Regions from separate parts of the Sus scrofa genome. Here all the other regions are linked to region 1. A link is a contact called in public Hi-C and HiChIP or PLAC-seq data. All regions are on one chromosome and are shown on one strand. Each heading gives the region's core, a stretch centred on a gene start, on an enhancer-like site or on the middle of the called end of the contact. The rest is flanking DNA. Distances are from core to core; before and after follow the strand shown. Region 1 holds the start of PQLC3 (PQ-loop repeat-containing protein 3). Region 2 holds the start of ROCK2 (rho-associated protein kinase 2). Region 3 holds the start of PDIA6 (protein disulfide isomerase family A member 6).

Region 1 (3,671 bases), core at 1,050-3,549:
GGCGGGCAGCTGCAGTTCTGATTCGACCCCTAGCCTGGGAACTTCCATATGCCGCAGGTGTGGCCCTAAAAATTAAAAGAAAATTCTAGCTCTGGAGAGGCTGTAGCTTGGAGGGAGTGGGGTAAAGACCCCAGAACCCGCTCTTCTCGGAAGTAAAGGCCCGAGCTTCCTGCCTCCCAGCTCCCAGCCTCACTGGGCAGCGCCCTCAGAATCCGAATGTCCCCGTGTCCCCTCAGAGCGTATCTCATCCCACCACCCAGCCTCTAAGGACCCCTCAGACCCCACACTCTGCCAGGGTGAGTCAGCGCTTCCACAGACCAGCTGGACTTAATGGCTCACATTTCCTACGCCAGGAAGGCGTTGTTAGCAAAGCCGCCCTGGCCGGCCTGGTAAGGACCATGCCCTTATCAAGGAGGTCACCCTCGGTGACCCCAGCCAGTGTGTCCCCTCCCCCTGCCTGGCTTGCCCCTGTCGAGTGTGGAGCAAAGGCTCTGGGGCTGGAGGGCTGGGCTCACAAGCCCCCCATATTTACCTAACTTCTGGGGCCTCAGTTTCCTGACCTGTGAAATGGGGATGAAAGTGTACCCACGTCGCGCCTGTGTCTGCACACACGTCTTACCTAAGATCATGTCTTCAGCCTCTTTCTTTGGCCTCACTGCTTCCAGTCCAGCCTCCAGCCTTCTGCCCACACGCCCTCTGCCAGGAGGGCCCCTCTCCCCACTGGCTACCTCTTCCCTCAATGAGGATGCCCAGGGGGTCCCCTCCATGGGTGCGGGTCAGGCCTCCCCTGCTTTAGGACGAGCGACCTCTCCTCCAGGTAACTGTCTGTTCTCCCCAGGGAACCGGAGAGGCTCTGACAGCAGGCTGCTCTTTGCAAAGGGCCAGGCTCAAACCCCGGAGGGCTCACGCACCCCACCACCAGCCCCTCAGAGAGGGCTGTGCCAGGCAGGACCCCATGGCTCTTCTGCCCCAAGGTCTTTTTCTCCAACCCTCCCCTGGCTTCCATCTGGCCCAGGAAACTGGAGTCCACCAGCCCAGCTGCCCCTCTGATTAGCATTTGCGCAGAGGACGGGAGTTCAGAGCCTCTGGATGATACCTGGGCCAGGGCTGGGGAGGAGGTGGGAGGACCTGGCCTCACTGGGCAAGGGGCTCCACTACTCATATCTTCCAACCAAGGTTAACGACTCTTCTCTTTCAGGTCTGTATTTATTTATTTATTTATCTAGGCTGTACCTGCAGCATAAGGAAGTTCCCAGGCTAGGGATGGAATGGAAACTGCAGCTGCGGAGCCCACGCCACAGCCACCATGAAGCCAGATCAGAGCTGCACCTGTGACCTTACCCTGCAGCTACTGGCAACGCTGGTTCCTTAACCCACTGAGGGAGGCCAGGGATGGAACCCGCATCCTCATGGATATTCGTCGGGTTCCTAACAAGCTGAGCCACAACGGGAACTCCCCACACCGGATTTCTGCTGGATGAACTTGCTCCTGAAGCACTCTCCGCTGTCACCTTTCAGGGGCCAGTTCATGTCCAAGTGCAGTTCAAGTGCTCCTTACCTTCAAAACAGCTCTCCGTTCTCTGACCGCCCCGCGCCCCGGTCAAGTGTTAAAGGCCAGAGGTCCTTAGAATTCAAAGTCCAGCCCCTCATTTTACAAGGGAGGAAACCGAGGCTCGAGAAAGGGGGCGCTTGCGGGGGGCGGGCTTAGGGAGGATGCAGATGAGAGAGCCTTGAGGTGCAAATGATGGTTTGGTCGCTAAAGGGCAGAGTGATGATTTCGCGGAGCGTGGGTTTCCTCATCTGTAAAATGGGCGTGCTTCGTCTTCGTTACCGCGAGAGGCTTGGGGAAGCACCGAATTCGAGGGGAAGTGTGCGGCCCGGGCAAACGCCACTCCCCACCGCCGGCCGCTTTCGGCCCCGTTTTCCCCGCCCCTTCTTTACTAAAGCCGCGGTTCTCCCGGGCTGCCGACGGCTCCAGGCCGCCCCTGGCCTTACCCCGCCAGCTCCAGAAGGAGGCTCGGAAGGCTGATGCCCCTCGCGCTCTGCGCCCTCAGCACCGACGAGATCTGCGGCAGCTTGAGCGCAGCGCTCACGCCCAGCGCGCTGTAGTTGCAGAACCACAGCAGCGGCGCCTCCATCGCGCCGGCGGGGCTGGGCACTCGGGCGCTCGGCGGATCCCGCTGCCTCGCGAAGGGGAGCCGCTCAGCACTCGGCCGCCGGGCTCGCCGGGTCCTTCCGCGTTCCCCGCACCCCCTTCTCCTGCTCCGCCCCGGGCCGCCCTGTCGGGGATCGCTCCTCCGCCCCCATCGCTTCTTCGCCCCGCCCCGCCCCGCCCCGCCCCCGCCCCCAGGCCGCCCCGCCCCGCCCCGGGCCCGCCCCCAGGCCGCCCCGCCCCCGCCTTGCCCCGCCCCACCCCGGGCTCGCTCCGCCCCTCCCGGCTCGCCCCTCCCGCTCCGTCTGGGGCCCCCCCCGGCCCGCGTCTGTCCTGCGGGGGTCCACTGCTCTTCCCTCCCCCTCGTCTGTCCCCCCTCCCCTATTCCCCCACCCCGCCCCGATCCCTCTCCAGATCCGCCCAGGGGCCCCCTGCCCGGGAGGCAGGTCAGCCTCGCCCTGTGCGTGCCACGCCCGCTGCTGATTCACTTTGCGGTGTTCCACCGACCAGCGCTGTTCTGAGCCTCCGGCGACGCCCCAGACGGCCCCGCTTTCCCACGGGTTGGGTGGGCAGAGACTGGGCCCCGGGGGGTGGCCAGCGGGCACCCAGTCGCGGGGGCACGGACCACTGCGTAAGCATTTTTCGCTCTGAAAAGAGTCTTCCTTTGTTCTTCGCGCTCGGCTTTTCAGAGATTAAAAACTTCATAACGACCCAACTTAAGCTGGTGTGTGTCCTCGTTTTTACGCGACGGGAAACAGTCTTTTCTGGTCCTGCCCTTTCCTCCAGCTGGGAGTGGCGCCGCTTCCTCCCAAACCCCGGGAAGCTTCTTTCCTGCGGGTTTGCGCCTAAGCTCTGAAGACAGCCCCCCCACCTTCCCGCCTATCCAGCCTTGCATTTCAGCACTTAAGAGTGATTTTTTTTTCTTTTATTTCTTTTTAGGGCTTTACATGTAGCTTATAAATTCCCAAGTTAAAGGTCGAATTGGAGCTGCATCTGCCAGCCACAGCCACAGCAACTGGCAGATCTGACCTTGCGGCAATGCTGGGTCCTTAACCCACTGAGTGAGGCCAGGGATGGAACTCGCATCCTCAGGACACTCTATCTGGTTCTTAACCCACAGGGGAACTCTGAAAATGTTTCTTAAGGAGGCAAAAAAGAGATTTCTGTTGGGAGTTCCCTTCGTGGCTCAGTGGTTTACCAACCTGACTAGGATTCATGAGGATGTGGGTTTCATCCTTGCCCTTGCTCAGTGGGTTAAGGATCCGGTGTTGCTGTGAGCTGTGGTGTAGCTCAGATCTTGCTTTGCTGTGACTGTGGCTCAGGCCAGCGGCTGTAGCTCTGATTCGACCCCTAGCCTGGGAATTTCCATATGCTGGAGCTTTGGTCCTAAAAAGAAAAAAAAGAAAAAAGAACAAAGAGAGAGATGTTTCTATTGACAAAAGAAAGTAATTGGGACTGAGGCATGAGGTGCATCTTCCAAACTCTCAAAATGCTAATGGTGTTGAGTCCAGGTTACCAA
Region 2 (3,382 bases), core at 709-3,208, 150 kb before region 1:
TTCAATTTTTGAAATTCAAAATGTTCCCTTGAGCATCTTTAAGGGAAAAAAAAATCCCATTCACTGAGAAACAACTGTGTTCTCCTCGTGTTCTTACAGCTGCTCGTTTCACATCATTTTAAATAGCAGGTACAAACCGCTTTTTGTAGTCATCATTTTATTTTTATTTAATCTTCTTTCCAATACGTGTCCTTTTCATGTGCTTGCCAGAATTTGACGTGCTTAACTGGAACCCTGCATACCTGCCAGGATTCCTTCTGTTAATGTGACAGAGCTTGTTTGGATTATTCCCCGATTGTTGGACAATTGGGCCCATTCCCAGGTTTTGGTCTTTATGAACATAGTGAATAGCCCTGCTATAAACATCTTTATGCAAGTTCTCCCCCTCCATCCCCCCTCCCCCCCTTTGGATCATTTCCTTAGAAATGTACTTCCTTAAATGGGTTTACTGGGTCAAAGGGGCTCAATGAACAGTTTTATAGCTCTTGGCACATATTTTTCAGATTGCGCCTGGGTGGATTTGACCAATGGCAAGGGCCGCGAGAGGCAGGAATGTGGACGAGCGGCCCCCATGACCGCCCCCCCAAAAGGCAAAGACCTCGAGAAGGTCTGCAGAGGGAAAGCATTTTTCTATCGCCCTCTTGTTCTCTTCCGTAGCTGGTGTTTCAGCCCAGCTCGGAGACGACTGTTACGGACGCGCAGAAAGCTTTCCTGCTGGAGTCGAAGATTTCTGCCCTGGGGGCAGAAGCAGCTCGTCCCGGCTCTCTCGCCCCAGGACTGCAATTCCAAACGTCCGCCCTATTCCGGGGTTTCCGACTCGCACTGCACACCCTTCCAGCCTTTCCACTAAAATCTTCGTGGCCCAGGCAGGCCCCTTGCAAACGCAGAGCTCTGCAGGCGAGGGCAGCGACTGGCGGTCGCTATTATTTTGGCGCGGGTGATGCAAGGGCCGCATAGCTGCGCGCTGAGTCAGCCGGAGCCGGGCGGGGGCGGGGGGCGCGGGCCGGCCCATCCCCCTACTGCAACCCTCCCTCCCCCGCCCCCCCGCGCCGGGTGCCGCCAGGTCGGGACCCGGCGGTCGGGGTGGGCCCCCGTGTCCAGAGGGGTCGTCAGCCCGGGCAGGGTCAGGCGGGGGTGACCCTCGGGGGTGACCCGAGCCCCGGGCGCGCCCTCCCCTCCCCCAACTGGAGCTCGTGGGTCAAGTGAGGCGGTGACCGCGCGCCCGGCCATTTACCCTCTAAGAACTCAAAGCGGGGGAGGAGGAAGCGGGGAAGGAAGGAGGCTCAAAAAGGAGAAATGCGGGGCGAGCGGCCTGGAGGAAACCAAAAAAAAAAAAAAAAAAAAAAACGGAGAGGGGCGAGAGGAGGCGGAGGCCGGCGGGCGGGGGCGGGGGCGGCCGCGCGCGGGGGGCGGGGCGGGGCGCGCGCGGGGCGGGGCGAGCGGGGGCGCGCCGGCGGCCGCGGGCCGAGGGGCTTGTGGGTAGCGGCTGCGCGCGGCCGGAGACGGGCGCCGCGCGGGAGTGTGTGAGGGGCGCGGGCTTGCGGGACCCAGGCAGCCGACGGCGGTCATGGGAGCGGGTTGGCGGCGGCCGTAGTTGTCGGAGCCTGGGGTTCAGCTTCCCGGAGCCCCAGAGGGCGGGGCAGTCCGGGCCCGGCGGTGGCGGCGCCACTTCCCCGCTCCCGCCCTCGGATCCTGAGGGAGCTCGCGGCGGACGAGCGGACCGGGCGGCGCGAATCTGACTGAGGGGCGGGGACGCCGTCTGCTCCTCGCCGCTCCCGGGCCGGCCTCTCGGACAGCCCCAGGCCCCGGGGGCTGAGACCCGCGGCCGGAGCTCGAGGCGGGCGGTGGGCCCGGGCGGAGCCCCGGCCGGAGCCGGCGGGTCGGGGGCGGCGCTAGGCCCCGAGGCGGCCGGGCCGGAGCGCGGGGAACGGGAGTGCGGGCCCGGCGGTGGCGGCGGCATGAGCCGGCCCCCGCCGACGGGGAAAATGCCCGGCGCCCCCGAGGCCGTGTCGGGGGACGGCGCGGGCGCGAGTCGCCAGAGGAAACTGGAGGCGCTGATCCGAGACCCTCGCTCGCCCATCAACGTGGAGAGCTTGCTGGTAGGTGGCCGGCGCCCGGGAGCCCTCCCTGCTGACCGCTCTCCCCGCGGACTCCCCCGTGTGCCCGTCGGTCCGTGGGGGAGGTCTCGCCCCACCCCGCCCAGCTTCCGGCGGCCGGGGCCCGGGTCGGAGAGCGAACACTGCTGCGACCAAGTTCCGGGAGGAGAGACCCACCTTTGATCCTGCCCCTTTAGCTCCTGGAGCCGGTGTCATCCCAGGCTGTGCCTTTCTCGGAGCGCTGGGAGGAAGCACCCTCTTCTCCTTCCCGCCTGCCCTCTGGGTCTGGGGAGGTGGGTGGCAGAGCGCTGCCCCCGACAGCGGACTGGGCGGTTCGAAAGAGGGACGCGCAGGGGAGAAACCCGGTGCTGTCGCTGTGGGGGAGTACCCACCAGGGGTACGCGACAAAGAGGGGAGTCTGAAACCCACAGCTGAGGTTCTTCTGTTTTCACTTGCGTGTGAATATTAACAGTTGCAAATTAGTGCATTCTAATTTCGTTTCGGTAAATTTAATTTCCGAGATTATTGCGCCCGAGCTGAAGAATTGAATTGTAGGGTGGAATCCGTCGGTCCTTTTCATGGTACCTCTTTCTTGAGAGGGCCTTTGAAATCCAAATTAATAGCCGCGGAAAGTGGGCTAGTTGGCTTTGTGTAGGAAAGGAACATGATTTACACGTCAGACCTGCCCTGGAGAATGCGTGTTTATTTCTTGCGTTTGTTACGATCGACTGTTGTATCTCAGCCACACTTCGGTTAGCAGGCAGTGGAGATGCATTTGTGGGGAAAGGGGGTGTGGGTTTTTACCCCGGGGAAGCGAAGAAAGCAAAGGAGATGCTCTGGGTGTGAGATGCACTCCGGACGACCAGAGTTCGGATCGGTGAGCCGTGGATCCTGTGGCTATTCCCCCACCTGAACTCCGGTCCGGTTCTCCTCCCTGATGGGAGAAATCTAGTGATTATACGGCGAGAAAAACTGTGTCTCCTTCCTCCTCCAGTGACTGACTGACTTTTCTTCAGAAGCCGTTGGTTATCCTTTGAGGTTTCTGGAATCATTTGCAGAGTGACTCAGTGCTCTTTGGCCAAAGTGCAAGAACTGCCTAAAGTGTCTTTCTGTACAGTGCACAGAGTGTCGGGATGTATTCTGTTCTCGCCGCCGTGGTTGACACTTCCTTTTACTAATTTCCACAGTAGTGTGTTCTTCGTATGTTTTTATGGGATCGTGACACCCTGAACAGTGTTTAGAAGTCTGCAGTTGGGGGTAGGATTGGTTACATGAAGGGCACAGCT
Region 3 (3,546 bases), core at 370-2,869, 240 kb after region 1:
ATTATCACCCCTCTAAGGAGACTTTTAGACGTTTCTTCTCTCCCTGAAATTTGAAAAACACAGATACAGTGTATATCTGTTTATGTAGTTAGGCCCTTGTAACATCTAAGATTTTTGCATTTTTCTGCCCCAAGAACCTTGGAAGCAATATTTCCCATGTTGAAAGTGCATGTTTTAGAGGATGGTGGCTTTGTAAGATGGGAGGCCCCAGGGTCCCTGTGTCACCACATGGAAAGCTGCTCCCCAATGAGAGTGGGAACAAAGCGATTACAGAATAAGCCACTGAGATTTTAGGGTTGTCCCTAAAAATTTACCCTGATCATCAAGAGTTTACAACAGCATCAATAAACCCCAAGAAATCTTACAGAATCAAAAATCAGACATCTACATGGCTCAGTCTACGTCTGATCTTAATGTCCCACCATGTCACACAGCCCTCAGCACCACCCCATCATCTAGCACCTGCTGCCAGCTTCCTCTTCATGGCCTCAGTTCCCTCTCCTGTGCCCTCCTCACTCCCCTTGCTCCCTGTGTCCAGAATGGACTTTCTCCTGTTTGCCTGGCACATCTTCCAGACTCAGCTCTAGTGCCCCTTCTTCCAGGAAGCCCTATATGCCTTCACCATTCCCGGACCTCGGGGTGCCCATAAACGCTTTGGCGGGAATCTGAGCTACTCTGTGCATTAAGCACTACGGAGAAATAAACCATTGGTAATACAAAACCCAAAATGCTTGAGTCCATTCTAAACAGAAAAGAGGAAATCAGAGCGGAAAGATACTGCCATCTGAGCCTGTTACGCTTAAAATATTTCACTTTTGCAAATTTTACAAAACACATGGCCATTTGAACTCACTGCTAGGGCCCCTTGGGGAGGAGAAGTAAACCGCACAAGAGAGAAGTCCTGAAGCTTAAGCCCCACGGGGTTTCTACTGAGAATGAGGGCCCCTCTGAAAAGCTAAGCAGTCCTGGGCCTTGGTTAGCGGAACTTTTAAAGTAATTCGCCAAAATACTTGTTGAATTGTGTTATATACAGTATGTGCTTTGTAGGTGCCTTATGACTGAATACTTGTCCGGGCACGAGGAAAATTAATATGTCATTTTAATAAGGTCGTAGATGCATCGCGGGCCCCAAGAAACTTATCCTCCCTGTGGACAAAGACGGTAAGGGGTGGGGAGTGGAGGGAAGCAAGGGGCGAGTGAGGGCTGGAAAAGGGCTCGTTAGAGTCAAGCGAGGAAAGAGAGAGTCCCAAGGATCGGAGAGAGAAAACAATCACTGTAGTCAGAAAAGTACAGCAAGCCCAGGAGCGGCGAGCGAGAGGGAGAAGGAGCGGCTGGCCAACCCCGCCCCCAAGCAAGTCCCTCCTTCCGCCGCTCGCCCCGCCCCCGCCAAACCCAAACGCGTAACCTCTACCCGGCCGCCTCTCATTGGCCATGCAAATGAGCGAAGTCTGCCGGGACCAATAAGCCGCGGCCACGGCTTGGCGAGCGTCTTCCGGCCCGCCCCCGCCGCACCGCCCAGCGGCTGCCTTGAGGGCCGAGGGCGGGACGCGGGGCGGCGGGGGCGCGGCGCGGCAGAAGTGAGGTGGTGGCTGGACTGCACGACGGCGGAGGTGCTCGGCATGGCTCGCCTGGTCCTCGGTAAGCGCGGGCTCCCCCGTCCAGGGGGCAGCGGGAGAGCTCGGAACCCCCACGGCGGGCCGTGACCCGGGGAGCGGGCGGGCGCGTGGCCTCGATCCGGCCCGCGCAGAAGTGGGGGATCGCGGGCCCGGCCCACGCGGGGGACGCAGTAGGGGAAGCCGCGGGGCGGTAAGGGAGCTCCGCGGCCTTGGGGTGGGGGTGGGGGAGCGGGGGCGCCGGCTGCCCTGGGCCGGAGCCCCCCCGAGCGGGATCTAGGGCAGACGAGCAGGGCGCGTGCGGAGGTGAGGGCGCCCTTGGGGGCGGCCGTATCCCACCCGGCGGGAGCGTGTGCGCGAGCGCGGCGGGGAGGAGGAGCCCTGGGGCTGGGCTCGAACCCAGGGCGCCGGGACAGCCCCGCTCCCGGGTACGAGTGCCCGGTGCCGGGCTCCGGTGAAGGGGCGGCGACTGGAGGCCGGGGCGTGAGCTAAGGCCCGGAGCTGCGTTTGAGCCGCTGGGACCAGCTCTGGCTGATCCCTGGCGGATATTGAGTTTGGGCGGGTTCTGGGCCTCGAGCGTGTACCGGGAGGGTCTTGTCCTCACCACCTGTTTTATGGAATTCTCACTCCCCTCTCCCCCCAAAAATTGAACCATCATAAACCTTGTCCGGATAGTTTCATTAAAAAGGGACTAGTACCTCCCTAAAGCGGGTCTTAGGATGCAAGAGCACTTGAAATGTGATTGAACTTTTAAAAACTAAATTCAAGGCCGACTTTCCTGACTTAGTAAATGTCTTAGAGACCGCAGTGAGTGGGGTTGTGGATCCGTCCCGTCTCAGGGCTCTCCCTGGGCTCAGGCAAGGCGCTCTGACGGTGGTTGTGTGAATACTCTGGACCCACGGTTTGAGCAAGGTTTGAGTCCCAGGCCTCCGTCCCCGAATCTACGAGTTGTGTGAGTGGGAGCCAGTTACTTAACTGCTCCGGGCTAGTACTCCACAGAGTTGTTCTCAGGATCAGTGAGATTGTATATGTCCAAAGAGAGTTAAAAAAAGATGGAAATATTTGCTGTATTAGTGCAGAAAGAATAGAGGAGGGAGAAGGAACTTACTTCTCTTTGGTTGCCTGCAAGTGAATTCAGACAAGTCTCCAAATGACTCTGTGATTCATTCAGTTAGCTCATTATTTTAATACATGTAATCAGCCTTTGGGGGAGTCCTCTTGGTTTCTAGATTCCTGCTTTGAGACATGTAGTCTTGCTAACAGGTGTGGGACAGAAATGTTACTGACGCGGATTTATAGCATCCTTATCCGCAGTGGAGGAATAACGGGAGGCCACAGATGGCAAAACCATCTGCTCGCATAGACTCCAGACACTCGAATGTTCCATTTGTGCTCATTATCAGTGAGTGGAAGGACCATGTGAAATTTAGAAAGAGAACATTACTGGTCAGCATTAACCTACTTTAGCATCTTAAGTGGGCTCAGGGTTTTTTGTTTTCTTGAGGGGTTTTTGAAGAGGGTAATTACCGACTATTATGCAGTCAGAATTTGTACATCCTTTTTTTTCTTTTTTTTGGTTTTTAGGGCCGCACTTGCGGCATATTGGAGGTTCCCAGGCTAGGGGTCCAATCAGAGCTACAGCTGCTGACCTACGCCACAGCCACAGCAACGGCGGATCCTTAACCCACCGAGCAAGGCCAGGGATCGAGCTTGAAATCTTGTGGTTACTAGTCAGATTCGTTTCTGCTGCGCCACAACGGGAACGCTGGAGTTTGTACACCTTTTAGTGCTTTTCTGAGCATCATATTTGATTTCCTTCTAACCCTGCCACATCTTACTGCCCTTTAAGGGAATTAGGTCTTGAACCTTTATTATCAAGACATTTCCATGGATAGCCATTCCTAAGCAGGGGAGGTGCTTGTGGGAAGCAGGC

Evidence for each region. Hi-C and Micro-C count contacts between places; a contact is called where the count stands out from the background. HiChIP or PLAC-seq counts read pairs in DNA pulled down with a chosen protein or histone mark.
Region 2: an H3K27ac HiChIP or PLAC-seq map of alveolar macrophages shows a contact between it and region 1. The contact joins the promoter of ROCK2 here to the promoter of PQLC3 in region 1. A contact is called at or near these places in 1 of 47 Hi-C or Micro-C datasets (liver) and 2 of 2 datasets of contacts at active chromatin or transcription factors (alveolar macrophages and skeletal muscle).
Region 3: a contact with region 1 is called in a Hi-C map of liver, with 6 times the contacts expected there. The contact joins the promoter of PDIA6 here to the promoter of PQLC3 in region 1. A contact is called at or near these places in 2 of 47 Hi-C or Micro-C datasets (liver and skeletal muscle) and 1 of 2 datasets of contacts at active chromatin or transcription factors (alveolar macrophages).

Annotation. Positions count from the first base shown.
Region 1 is chr3:125,504,936-125,508,606 of Sscrofa11.1, forward strand. It overlaps PQLC3 (PQ-loop repeat-containing protein 3), which reads right to left and starts at 2,300. Exons shown (of 7, transcript XM_003125380.6): 1 at 1,996-2,300. The coding sequence starts at 2,138.
Region 2 is chr3:125,351,161-125,354,542 of Sscrofa11.1, forward strand. ROCK2 (rho-associated protein kinase 2) reads left to right here and starts at 1,959. Exons shown (of 34, transcript XM_021087835.1): 1 at 1,959-2,099. The coding sequence starts at 1,959.
Region 3 is chr3:125,750,460-125,754,005 of Sscrofa11.1, forward strand. It overlaps PDIA6 (protein disulfide isomerase family A member 6), which reads left to right and starts at 1,620. Exons shown (of 13, transcript NM_001195119.1): 1 at 1,620-1,638. The coding sequence starts at 1,620.